2 separate regions of the Mus musculus genome follow, and region 2 is linked to region 1. Evidence: chromatin contacts called from public promoter capture Hi-C data. All regions are on one chromosome and are shown on one strand. Each heading gives the region's core, a stretch centred on a gene start, on an enhancer-like site or on the middle of the called end of the contact. The rest is flanking DNA. Distances are from core to core; before and after follow the strand shown.

Region 1 (6,356 bases), core at 1,496-3,995:
CATTCCTCTTCCTCAGCACACCCTTCTCCAAGCCTGCCTCAGACCAGTTTATCTTCCTGGAGCCTTCCCCACCCAGATACCTGGATGAGCTCCCTCATTTCCAAAGTGATAATGTCCTTCTCTAGGAGGTGTTCTAACAGCTCGCTCAGCAGCAGCTGCTTGGCCAGCACCACTCGATTCTTTTTCAGTGTTTCCTGGTGGTCAGGATGCATTCCACACACTGCCAAAATCCTACAGAAAGAAGGCAGACACAGGGACTTTCAAGCGTAAGCCTGAACACAGAAGAGAAGTGGATAAAAAGCACACACAAGGCACATTTTGTTAAATCTCTTTACATCAGAATGTACTATGCAGTAATATGCTGACCCTAAGGACATAAGGTATAATTCTCTAGAGAATGTTTGCATCAGACTATCTGAGATAATGATCTGATTAGGAGAGCAAAGAGCCAACTTGGTCAAATTAATATAAAGAAGCACAAACACATCCAAGAGAAGAAACACTTCTCTGACAGACAAGCTTTAGTGTTCAGAAAACATGACATACTTTTTATCTTAGAAATCGAACCTAAGTTGAAAATGATCTTAGGACAGGAATAAAGTAATAAAAACCTAAAGCTAACACCCATATCTCTAAGACACACACACTTGCTCTAGATGGCTCACATAAATATCAAAAATATCTTACATTTCCATGATAAACTAATACTAAAAAGTGATCAAAAATCCTACAAGGTATGGGTAAGTGAAACTGAGTGAAAGCCACAGAAGGTAGATACTAATGGTGAACACGGTATAAATTGTAATCACAAGGACAGTGTAAGCAATGGTTAAATTATCTTGGTAATTTAGTTCCCAGCAATAAATGTATTTAAAAGATTCCATAGTTTTTCCTCTCAAATTTGTAAAGAGACCTGCTTATGCTCAAGAATGGTGAATACCATTTCCAATATACATCCTTTATGTGTCCAATGAATCTCCCTGATCTTATTTAGTATGAAAAAATGCTTAAGTCTGATGACAATGGAGTGACAGTGTAACAGTTGACTTTATACATCAGAGATTTTTAGATGAATCCCGATTTCAATGCAGGTAAAATATAGGAGCACAAGTAAGCACCTTCAATCACTGAAATACCACGCACTGGTCGAATGCCCCTTGTATAAAGGCTCCTTTAAGTCCTTTCAGGCCACAGTTAGATGGAAAAATAGGGTCCTGAGAAACTGCATTAGCAAGAGGTATTGACGCAGAGTAAATATTCAGAATGTACCTGCTATTTCAAAATTCACTAGAATTTTAACTGAGGTTTTAAAATTCATGCTCTACATGAATTTAAAACCTCAGTTAAGAATCACCTTACAAGACAACACAGTAATGGGGATAAATACAGGACCTTGGTTAAATTAAAATGAATACAGCAGCTGTTAGCTGGGTTTATCATTAGGTATATAATGAATGGTAGAGCAGAGTTCTTAGGTCATTAGGAAGATCCATTTCTTAAGCGGCTTCATTTCCTCGACTTCCACTCTACTGCTCTCTCCAGTTTCAGTTGGCTAGCCATGTTCCGGTTTCCTGTAGAGGGCACCTGACCTCTCCCCCAACACCTCATTCTCTTTGACAGGACTAGACCAGGAGACCAAACTCATTTTCAGTTTCTGATTCTCTTGCCTCAGGCATCAGGATGCCAGGATTACAGCCTTGTAGCCTTTAAATGCTGGCCCTGCACTAGGACACCCTTGCAAAAAAATAAAGGGGAGGGGGCTTTTCTCTAGACAATTGCATCCTCAGGTACAATTTACTGACTCCAGTTCTAAATCCTCTTATGTCCCAGGCTTGAATTTTTAACGAAGCAGTCGTCACCGTGTTTTATCTGAGGCTCCACCTACTCCGCACACCTGCCACTTCCTTTTATCTCAAACTACCAGGCTTAAAATATGAACTTTCCCGAAGTTTCCAGTCACCTGGAATTTTAGGGCACCCATGAAAAGTGGAATGGAGAAAAAGAACACCGAGAGGTTTCTAACGCTTTGATTCCGTGTCCTGTAAGAGTTCCCGTTTCTATATTAATGTTAGAGGTCTGGACAGGAAACAATAAAATTGTGTCGTCCTGTGCAATGTTTTCATCGAAACTGACGGAGGAGGCGGAGAAACGGGAACCATCTAATCCTCTCAAAGGATTCAAATCCCCCAAACCTGTGTGGAACTCTCTGACAAACATCTATTATATGAGAAAGCAGTGCAGGGCACGAGATAGTCAATCCAAGTCAAATGCGCCCAAGGCCGAGCTGCGAAGTCTCTGGTTTTTAAAGAGAAATGAGTTTAAGTCCTCAGCTAAGAACTGGAAGGAAAAGCCGGAGCATCTCTGGAAAAGGTGAGATGCCGCAGGCGAGAAGTAGCGCGGGACGGACAAGATCGCTCTCATAGACTCCTCTGCGCTGGACAAAGGGAGGCTGCTGCAGCCCCTGTACACGCGGCACCAGGCCAAGAAGCCGCGCCGCTCGCCTGGCCGCCTCCCCTCCTCTGCCCTCCTCACCTGCTCCTCCTGTCAGCCGCCATCAGCCCCTTCCTGTGCAGGGAGGACTGCGACCTCCCGCTCGGCGCCGCCATTTCCAGCTTTTCCCGGGCTGCACACGCACCACCCACAAAACAAACAAACGCTGGGCCGCGCCAGCCCCCGCATCCCTCCCCCAGCCTCCCACCGCGCCGCGCTTGCGCACGGCTCCGCCCGACGCCAGCAAGCCCCACCCACGCCGGGACATGCGCAAGCGCACACTGCTCGCTGAGGCTCGCACAGCCCAATGGGAAGAGAGGAGGCGCTAGAAGGAACGGGAAGGGGCGGGAAAAGAGCGAGGGTTCTCCTACTCGGGGACCTGATTGGCTATCGATTCCCGCGGAAACCGCAGCCCCCTCCCCTGGTTCCTCCGACCCCTCCTGAAGTAACTACAAGAGACCAAAGGGGCTGGGCTTCCCTTGTTATCCTTGTTCGCCTTGAACTTCCAGGGCCAGGATGCAGGGAAGACGGAAAGCACTAGGAGGCGCTCTTCTCCCAGGCTGGGGCAGCTCGTGGTCGCGCTTTTCCTACACAAGTGTCCTCTCATTCTCTTATCTACCAGTTGACAAGGCTATAAAGTAATGCGGATTGCCTGCTTGGTATTGAAAACAGGAGGCACTGGAATTGGAATTTGATTCGAGTTATTTTTATGTTTTTACTAGCATCCCGTTCTTGTGCAAACTATTCAGCTCCCCTCAACCTTAGAAGCTCTCATTATCTTGGTAGGTAATACCCCATCAGGAATCTCAGGGAGACTTGGTGTCTACAATAGAAGAAACACAGCAGTCACTCAGAGGTATCCCTCCAGCTTCTCTTGGTAACTTATCTCTTTCTCATCTTCCACCTTACTCTGGAAATACTGGTCATCAGATAGGTTCCAGAATGTTTCCAGAAGAATCTAGGTGTGCCATTTATCTGTGAACGACATGCCACAGCCCGACTCCCCGCTGCTTTGAAGGCCTCGATTGTGATGTCCGGGTAAAACCAGTTTCTGATCCAATAGACACTAGGAAATGCTGGGCAAATGAGTGCACAGGTTCTGAGGGCACCACTTAGGGAAGTATCCATTTATCTTCATAGAAAACACTGTCATCATCAGCATGAGCAAAACTGATTTCATAGGCAGGAGGTGGAGTACTAGGCTCCAGTTTGGGGGCCACTCTCATGCTTTGCAGATCAGGAGCAGTGGCCACAACTCGTGGACCCCTAAGTCGAAGAATTCTTCCAGGGTTTCCTCTGGCAGTCATTGTCCCCTCTGAGCCCACTCGCCTTTTCAGACTGCCTGTGCTGGGACTGTCTGGTTGGCTAGGCTGTGCCCCCTCAACTCCTGGGGATATTATGATACTGCTGTAAGGGGGTGGTTGCTCCAGCTCTTGGAGGTGGCTCTGTGGTTGTGAATCCATCACCTCTACAGCCTGTTCATAGGTTGGCACCTCAAAAGCTCCATTGTCTCTGTGGGAGAAGAAATATGGTCGTTAGTGGGTACCTGAAAGAAGACCCCCTTTTTCTGTTCCACCATTCTTGCAAAAGACCTCTCTATTGTCTGCTGACCATTGCTCTTAATGATACCAGTGACAGAGGAAAGCAGAGTCTATGCTTAAGAAAGGATGGGCACAGAGGGAACGAGGGCCTTGCGTGTCTTCCCGTCATCCTGCCCATCTCCCATCGACTCACTGCGCTTGGCCTGAGGCCTCTGGATTCTCAGTCTGCCTGGAGCTTGGCATCGATCGGGAGCATCGTTCCATAACACAGGCCAGGAGGCAAGCAACAAAGCAAAAGCCAGCCAAGCAGAGGAAGAAGTAAGCAACAGGGGCGACATCAGACTGTATGACCAGTAAAGCCAGCCCCAGGAGGAGGGAGGCACTGCTCAGGAAGAGAAATGGCTGCTTCAGTTTCCCCAACAACTGTCTTGGCACCATGGCCCCTCCCAGGGCACCTGCAGAAAGACACACAGTTGTGTGTTAGCTAGTGATCAGCACTGCAGTAGTGCCAGACCCCAAAGTAAAAGTATTATGCTCTTCTATTTGGATTCCCAGTGTTCAATTCAGTCTGAAACAAATGATCTTCAGGGCCTCTGGCAGCTCCATTATTGTCTCCTATTATTATAGGTTATTGCTTTGGAAAGCTGGGAAATTAGTTCAGTTCTGATTCTCAACTCGCAGATGAACAGATGAACGTAGTGTTTCATAGCGCTGCCTGCATTCTTTGCTCTCTCTCTCTCTTCCCTGAAGTCTCTGTTTTAGCTCCCAACTACACCATGCTGGATCCAGGGCCAGCCACCTTACCTGTGAAGAATAAAAAAATAATAATGACTGCCCTGAGAACATGGGCCCCAGCCCCTGGCCAGATGGCCTAATTCCCCTTATAAAGCCTGCTGGAAAATAGGGTCGTGGTCGGACTCCTCTACCCCTGCGTGGTGTATGGGTCTCGACCTCAGCATGCTGGTTTGTGTGCCATTAAAACCTCGTGTGTTTGCAGCAAGCTTGACTGTTGTGACTTTCTGGGCTCTCGATTCCTGAGACTGGAGTGAGGGTCTCCCTTCAGGGGTTCCTTCACCTGTGGCCTCAGTGCACACAGGAATCTCTGGAATCCATATGATGGACCAAGCTTTGCCCTTTTCCTGGTTAGGTCAGACCTCTATTTTTCTCTTCCCAGCCAGAGGGCCCCCAATATGACTCTAGGAAGAGTACTACTCATCACTTACCAGTCAGCCTGAGCGTTTGCTGTCAGCCACAGTTGAGCCAGCCCATGCTCTGGATGGAGGAAAATGTGAACCCAGACACAACAAGGCCACAGGGATACCAAGTAAGTGGGGAAGAATCTTAGAAAGGCCTAGAGCAACCACGAGTGGTCATAATGTGACTTTTCTACACCCCACGTAGAGTCCTGACCTAAGCCTCCTCCTGTAAATCACTCATCTCAGATTTCAAGTGTCCTGCCAGCACGGAGGCTGGAGAGTTGATAAGAAAAGGGACACCTTTTCTCTCAGAAAACAGCAACAGTCAATCTCAAGACAGCTCACACCAGGTAAACACCCTGCCAGTTTCCTGAACTCAGTGTTGCAAGAATTCGCAGACCCTCTCCGCCCACACCAGCCCGACTCCCACGGCCTGCGCCCCGCCCCTTGTAGAGGTCCCAGGAGCTCGGGCTCACCTGTCTCCCCGGGACGCCGAAAACCTTGGCAGACTTGGAACACCGGGAACAGAAGGCGGAGCCTACTTGCCCCACCCTCTCTTTTGCCCCTAATCCTTCCTTCAAGCCTAGTCTTTCTCCACCCCTTTCTCCCAAGACTGACCTCCTGTTACTGCTCCTCAGTTTCCACTGTGAAGTCCTGTCCCCTCCCACTCCCGATGGTCTTTGTACTTAGGACCAGAGTTGGAATTACTTTTTTCCTCGGCCTACTCAAATCATCTTGAGTGCTAGTCACAATCCTAAGCACAAAGTACCTTCTGATTTGTTTTGTACTTGTCTTAACTGAGAGCCTGGAGCAGAGACCGTGGTGTATTTACACTGTTGGGTACACGGGGAGCCATGGTCGAAACTGGAGCGGCATATCATGCCTCTGCTGCTGTCTGTGGATGCTCTGTCTCAGGAATCGTCGGAGGTGTGCTCTTGCTTCCCAGCAGGCTTTTCACAAATCCTATGTCTAGATGAAACCTGCTTTGGAGTCTGCACTGCTTAACCACACCGTTCCTGTCTCTGTCCCAGCTTTTACCTGATTATATAGTGTTTTATGTTTATTTACTGTTCTTTTACTTTGAGCATTATAAGAAAAGTGATTTTTTTCAATGTTCTTGGAATCCCTG
Region 2 (6,342 bases), core at 1,905-4,404, 380 kb before region 1:
CTGTCTCTTGTGAGAATATGCTGGGGCCTGGCAAACACAGAAGTGGATGCTCACAGTCAGCTATTGGATGTATCACAGGGCCCCCAATGGAGGAGCTAGAGAGAGTGCCCAAGCAGCTGAGGGGAACTGCAACCCTATGGGTGGAATAGCAATATGAACTAACCAGTGCCCCCAGGAGCTCCTGGTGCTAGCTGCATATGTATCAGAGGATGGCCTGGTCGGCCATCATTGGAAAGAGAGGCCCATTGGTCATGCAGACTTTATATGCCTCAGTGCAGGGGAACGTCAGGGCCGGGAAGTGGGAGTGAGTGGGTGGGGGGAGGGTGTGGGGGACTTTTGGGATAGCACTGTAGATGTGAATGAAGAAAGTACCTTAATTTTAAAAAGGGGAAAAAAAAACAAAAAGAACAAATATAGTCCAATGGCAAAGCACTTACCAAATGTCCAGCAAGCTCTAGATTTGATAGTCACAGTGTGGTGACAAATAACTAAACAAACTCCATCAAACCAAACATTCTAATAAAACAATCATAAAAAAAAGTTCAGTTTCTGGAAAATGGCAGATGACCACAGGGGAAAAAAATTTTTAAAAATAGCTGAGTAGTACTCCATTGTGTAAATGTACCACATTTTCTGTATCCATTCTTCTGTTGAGGGACATCTGGGTTCTTTCCAGCTTCTAGCTATTATAAATAGGGCTGCTATGAACATAGTGGAGCATGTGTTCTTCTTACCGGTTGGAACATCTTCTGGGTATATGCCAAGGAGAGGTATTGCTGGATCTACCGGTAGTACTATGTCCAGTTTTCTGAGGAACGGCCAGACTGATTTCCAGAGTGGTTGTACAAGCCTGCAATCCCACCAGCAATGGAGGAGTGTTCGTCTTTCTCCACATCCACGCCAGCATCTGCTGTCACCTGAATTTTTGATCCTAGCCATTCTGACTGGTGTGAGGTGGAATCTCAGGGTTGTTTTGATTTGCATTTCCCTGATGATTAAGGATGTTGAACATTTTTTCAGGTGCTTCTCTGCCATTCGGTATTCATCAGTTGAGAATTCTTTGTTTCGCTCTGTACCCATTTTTAATGGGGTTATTTAGATTTCTGGAGTTCAGCTTCTTGAGCTCTTTGTATATATTGGATATTAGTCCCCTATCAGATTTAGGATTAGTAAAAATTCTTTCCCAATCTGTTTGTGGCCTTTTTGTATTATTTACAGTATCTTTTGCCCTACAGAATCTTTGCAATTTTATGAGGTCCCATTTGTCGATTCTTGATCTTACAGTACAGGCCATTGCTGTTCTGTTTAGGAATTTTTCCCCTGTATCCATATGTTCGAAGCTTTTCCCCACTTTCTTCTCTATAAATTTCAGTGTCTCTGGTTTTATGTGGAGTTCTTTGATCCACTTAGACTTGAGCTTTGTACAAGGAGATAAGAATGTATCAATTCGCATTCTTCTACATGATAACCGCCAATTGTTCCAGCACCATTTGTTGAAAATGCTGTCTTTTTTTTCCTACGGATGGTTTTAGCTCCCTTGTCAAATATCAGGAGGCCATAGGTTTGTGGGTTCATTTCTGGGTCTTCAATACTATTCCACTACTCTACCTGTCCTTCCATCATGACCAATTACGCTTCATCCCAGGGATGCAGGGATGGTTTAATATACAGAACTCCATCAATGTAATCCACTATATAAAGAAACTCAAAGACAAAAATCACATGATCATCTTGTTGGATGCTGAGAAAGCATTTGACAAAATCCAACACCCCTTCATGATAAAAGCCATGGAAAGTTCAGGAATTCAAGTCCCATGCCTAAACATAATAAAAGCAATCCACAGCAAACCAGTAGCCAACATCAAAGTAAATGGAGAGAAGCTGGAAGCAATTCCACTAAAATCAGGGTCTAGACAAGGCTGCTCACTTTCTCCCTACCTATCAATCTAGTACTTGAAGTCCTAGCCAGAGCAATTCGACAACAAAAGGAGATCAAGGGGATACAAATTGGAAAAAAAGAAGTCAAAATTTCACTATTTGCAGATGATATGATAGTATATATAAGTGACCCTAAAAATTCCACCAGAGAACTCCTAAACCTGATAAACACCTTCAGCGCAGTAGCTGAATATAAAATTAACTCAAACAAATCAGTGTCCTTTCTCTACACAAAAGATAAACAGGATGAGAAAGAAATTAGGGAAACAACACCCTTCACAATAGTCACAAATAATATAAAATACCTTGGTGTGACTCTAACTAAGTGAAAGATCTGTATGACAAGAACTTCAAGTCTCTGAAGAAAGAAATTGAAGAAGATTTCAGAAGATGGAAAGATCTCCCATGCTCATGGATTGGCGGGATTAATATAGTAAAAATGGCTATCCTGCCGAAAGCAATCTACAGATTCAATGCAATCCCCATCAAAATTCCAACTCAATTCTTCACTGAGTTAGAAAGGGCAATTTGCAAATTCATCTGGAATAGCAGAAAACCTAAAATAGCAAAAACTATTCTCAACAATAAAAGAAGTTCTGGGGGAATCACCTGGCCTGACCTCAAGCTGTACTACAGAGCAATTGTGATTAAAAAAAACAAAAACAAACAAACAAACAAAAACTGCATGGTACAGTCATGTTTTCTGCCCAGTGAAAATATCCTGGACCAGATTTCCTGGCCCCAGATTCCCACAGCTGTACTGCCAGTGATGGCCACTAGGCGGCAGGCCCTGAAGCCCAAGCTTGGAGATATTAACAGAGCAATTAGGCACTGGTGTAGCACCAAGCCAGTTGGAGTCAGATTCCCGGTCTGGCAGAGCAACTGTTAGGGGATGCTCGTACATCCGGACTTCTCAGATACTGGAATAGTCCAGCTTCATAGAGGGCTTCCCATCCGGAACAGCCCCACAACTAACCAGTTCCCTGGGTAGCTCATCCAATAGGACAGCCTCGCCTATAACTAACCCTGCCCCGGGATAGCCACGCCCTGGAAAAGATCCGCCCCTGGGAAGCTCCGCCCTCGAGACTCAAATCGGCCCTCAAGAAAGTCTTTCATTTGGGCAGCGGGCTTTCCTATAGCCCCGCCTTCCGCAGCCCCGCCTCTAGAGGCCCCGCCCATGGAAGACCCTTATTCATACTGCAGTCCATTCCTCTGCAGCGACAGTCAGCCGGCAGCAACCTCTGTGGTCTGAATTTTCTGTCCTGGTTTGTTCCGGTGTGGGGCTGAGTGTCCGAGCACTAAGACGACGCTGGGAGGAAATCCTTAAAGTGCCAGAAGGCTACTGGACGCCGTTCCCAACAGTGTATCTGCTCACAGGTATGTTTTTCTTTTAGTTTTATTGGCCTGGAACAGTTTTCTAGTTAACTCAGAACTCCTTTATCTTTGCTCTCTGAACTTGAGTCACGAATTTGAAAAAGGTGTGTGCTCGCGCGTGTAAGCACATTTAGTTTCAGAGTGCTGGGACTGTTTTTGTTTGTTGCTCTTCCTGCCAAACTTGGGAAAAATCAGAGGACTTTCTTTTCAAACAAACTTCATGAGACGTTGAACTTGGAATTCCTGATCTACCTGCTGTCTTTTCCACCCCTAAGCAGATTTCCCACAGTTCACTTTCCTGGAACAGTGCTATGAAGTGGGGGGGGTGAGGCACATAGAGACATGCCAACACCAGTGAACATTTTACCTCACAGAGGAGTGGCTGAAAAGTGACAGGGTTCTTCTATACAGTTCTTAGTCAAGGATATGGAAGGTGGAGATGCATTCCTCAGATTCAGGCCAGGTCATGGCCATGAGCTAAATGGACTGGACTACGCGGATAGATGAAAGGAGATGGGCAACATGAGTTGTTTAACATTTTGTATGAACAGGATGAACAAAGGAGACAGGAGGAACAAGGGAGTCTACCTGAAATCCCAAGTGAAGAACATGGGGAGAAACAAAAAAATGGAAGGAGAGAACTCAACAAGGGGGAGTGTCAGCTGTCTAGATCTGTCTGCTACATAGCTCAACTCTTCCAGGGACCCTCCTAGGACGCACCTCAGAGAGGCCCTGGGCAAGTACCCATGGCTCCCCCCAGTACCTGAAAATTTTCTTAGGATGTCAGCTCACAGCCATTGAAAGGGTGCCCTGTCAATCATGTGAGCGAAGGTGGAGGAGGTCCCCTACGGTGAGCTACTCAGATGTGGGAATAGCGAAGTCTTGTGGATCACCAGCCACACTCCGCACTCAAGGAAAGGAGACAGGGAAGAAAGAGAGAGGCACTCACATTGCGCACTGTACCTATAGCACTTATAGTCTAATCTGTAAAACAATGGTCCTCGGACCTCTGTGATTGGTCTAGAGAGAGAGTCTGAAGTGGCTACTAGGGTAAGCTCAGCTCTCAGCATACCCAGCTTCCAAAAAATTTGAAAAGAACTTTCCCAGGCAGTCAAAATGGGTGGCATGGGGGGTTTCCACTAAGGCAGCTTTGATCATTTGGAAGCTGTTTCCAACAAGGTAAGCAAAGCTGTCAGAAATGATGCACTTTCTGAAAGGTCATGCGATCCCAACTAACGCAGTTTATAACAGGTCATTGTGGCCCTTTTGTCTGAAAGAATAAAACAAACACCAAGTCAGTCCCTGCATTTGATTCATCAGATCCTATGGGAAGCTGCACCTCCTTATCTACCCCAGGACTTGTTCCTCTCTGCCGTTCACTCTGCTGCTGCCCTGGTGTACCTCTTACCAAACTGATCCTCCCACACCATTTCAGGTTTCAGCTTTCTGTTCCTATTCCTACCAGGTCTTTCCTGTCATGCATTCTAAAGCAGTCTTCCTGTCCATAGTTCATCAATAGATAGCAACTGGGGATTGCTGCAGTTGTATTTATTTATTTATTTATTTATTTATTTATTTATAAGCCTACTTATTTAATTGTCTTTACTCTTCTTATAGTTTTGAGTCATAAAAGTGGAATCCTTGTCTGTTTGCGCTTCACTTCATCCTCAAAAGGAGAAACTAATCTATCTTCTGGACCAAAAACATTTAGTTAATTGCCTTCCTTACTGCTTCCTCATTCTGGTTTGACCAACCTGAGTCTCTGCTTCCTTTGTAGCAACGGGCAGAACCATGGCAACAACTCCCGATGCTGCTTTTGAGGCCCTCATGAATGGAGTGACCAGCTGGGATCTCCCTAAAGAATTCACTCCCAGTGAACTCCTTCTTATTGGGGAGGCAGCCTTCCCAGTGATGGTGAATGACAAGGGCCAGGTGCTCATTGCTGTTTCTTTCTATGGCCAAGGCCGCCTGGTGGTCGTATCCCATGAGAGCTACCTGATGCATGCTGGCTTGGCTCCTTTTCTTCTCAATGCAGTGAGCTGGCTCTGCCCCTCCCCAGGGACTCCCATTGAAGTGCATTCTTCCTTAGCATCACTAGTTAACATCCTACGTGGCTCTGGGATAAATGCCTTGGTTCAGCCTGAGCCTGGAGAGGCTCTGGGAGTTTATTGCATTGATGCCTACAACGACACCTTGACCAAGAAGCTGGTCCAGTTTGTGAAGCGTGGTGGAGGCTTGCTCATTGGAGGTCAGGCCTGGAATTGGGCCAGTCAGCATGGCAGTGACAAGGTGCTATTCAGTTTCCCTGGGAACAAGGTGACAAGTGTGGCTGGAGTCTACTTCACAGATGTCTATGGAGATATAAACCGGTTCAAAGTCTCTAAGAAGATACCCAAGATCCCACTGTATATCAGGTGAGTGTTCCATTCTAACCATTTATAGATTCTAACTCTTTTTAAAGAGTGCTGATATCCTGTCTTCACTTAGTTTCAATTTCAATGTAAATGATCGTTTTAACCGTCTTCTAACCACTGCAAAGCAAAAACATGATCACTAAAATGGTCACTAAAGTACATCAAGGCCCAAGAAAATCTTGTTCTCCTGGTCACTCCCTGCCTTGAAAAAGCAGTCATCCACTTAAGAGAAAACCTCCATCTGTCTGCCATTTTGTTTCCACATACCTGAAACTTACAGGGCTTATCAGTGCCCTAAATAAATCAGAAAACACTGGTGTATCTATGTGAACATTTGCAATTGGGCCCAGCCCCATGCTGGGCACTGGGAATATAGAAGAAATGAAAATGATGTGTGCTACCATGAAGCCTACGTATTAGTGGGGAAATCAGCTGGTTAAGCAAATTGATAGATAACACCGTCAGATGTTGATAAGAGCCACAAGAGGAGAGAGAGGAAAGATGTGAGTTATCAGGTCAAGGGGGAGAGTAGCTGCTGCTTAACCCCTTCATGGAAGGCATAGAAATTAAGTTGTAGCAAATGCAACCCAGAAGATGGCAGAATATAGACAATGGC

Evidence for each region. Capture Hi-C pulls out chosen DNA fragments and counts their contacts.
Region 2: a contact with region 1 is called in a promoter capture Hi-C map of adipose tissue. The contact joins the promoter of Tcaf2 here to the promoter of Casp2 in region 1. A contact is called at or near these places in 4 of 39 promoter capture datasets (the 3T3-L1 cell line, cranial neural crest, liver and 1 more), 2 of 484 Hi-C or Micro-C datasets (both in uterus), 2 of 115 datasets of contacts at active chromatin or transcription factors (astrocytes and fibro-adipogenic progenitors) and 2 of 9 other capture datasets (adipose tissue and liver).

What each region holds. Positions count from the first base shown.
Region 1 is chr6:42,261,374-42,267,729 of GRCm38.p6, reverse strand. Casp2 (caspase 2) reads right to left here and starts at 2,745. Exons shown (of 11, transcript NM_007610.2): 1 at 2,533-2,745; 2 at 81-231. The coding sequence starts at 2,606. It overlaps Tmem139 (transmembrane protein 139), which reads right to left and starts at 5,760. Exons shown (of 3, transcript NM_175408.4): 1 at 5,704-5,760; 2 at 4,225-4,486; 3 at 3,175-4,002. The coding sequence starts at 4,469. The coding sequence ends at 3,603.
Region 2 is chr6:42,641,853-42,648,194 of GRCm38.p6, reverse strand. Tcaf2 (TRPM8 channel-associated factor 2) reads left to right here and starts at 3,154. Exons shown (of 8, transcript NM_146174.1): 1 at 3,154-3,315; 2 at 5,090-5,726. The coding sequence starts at 5,104.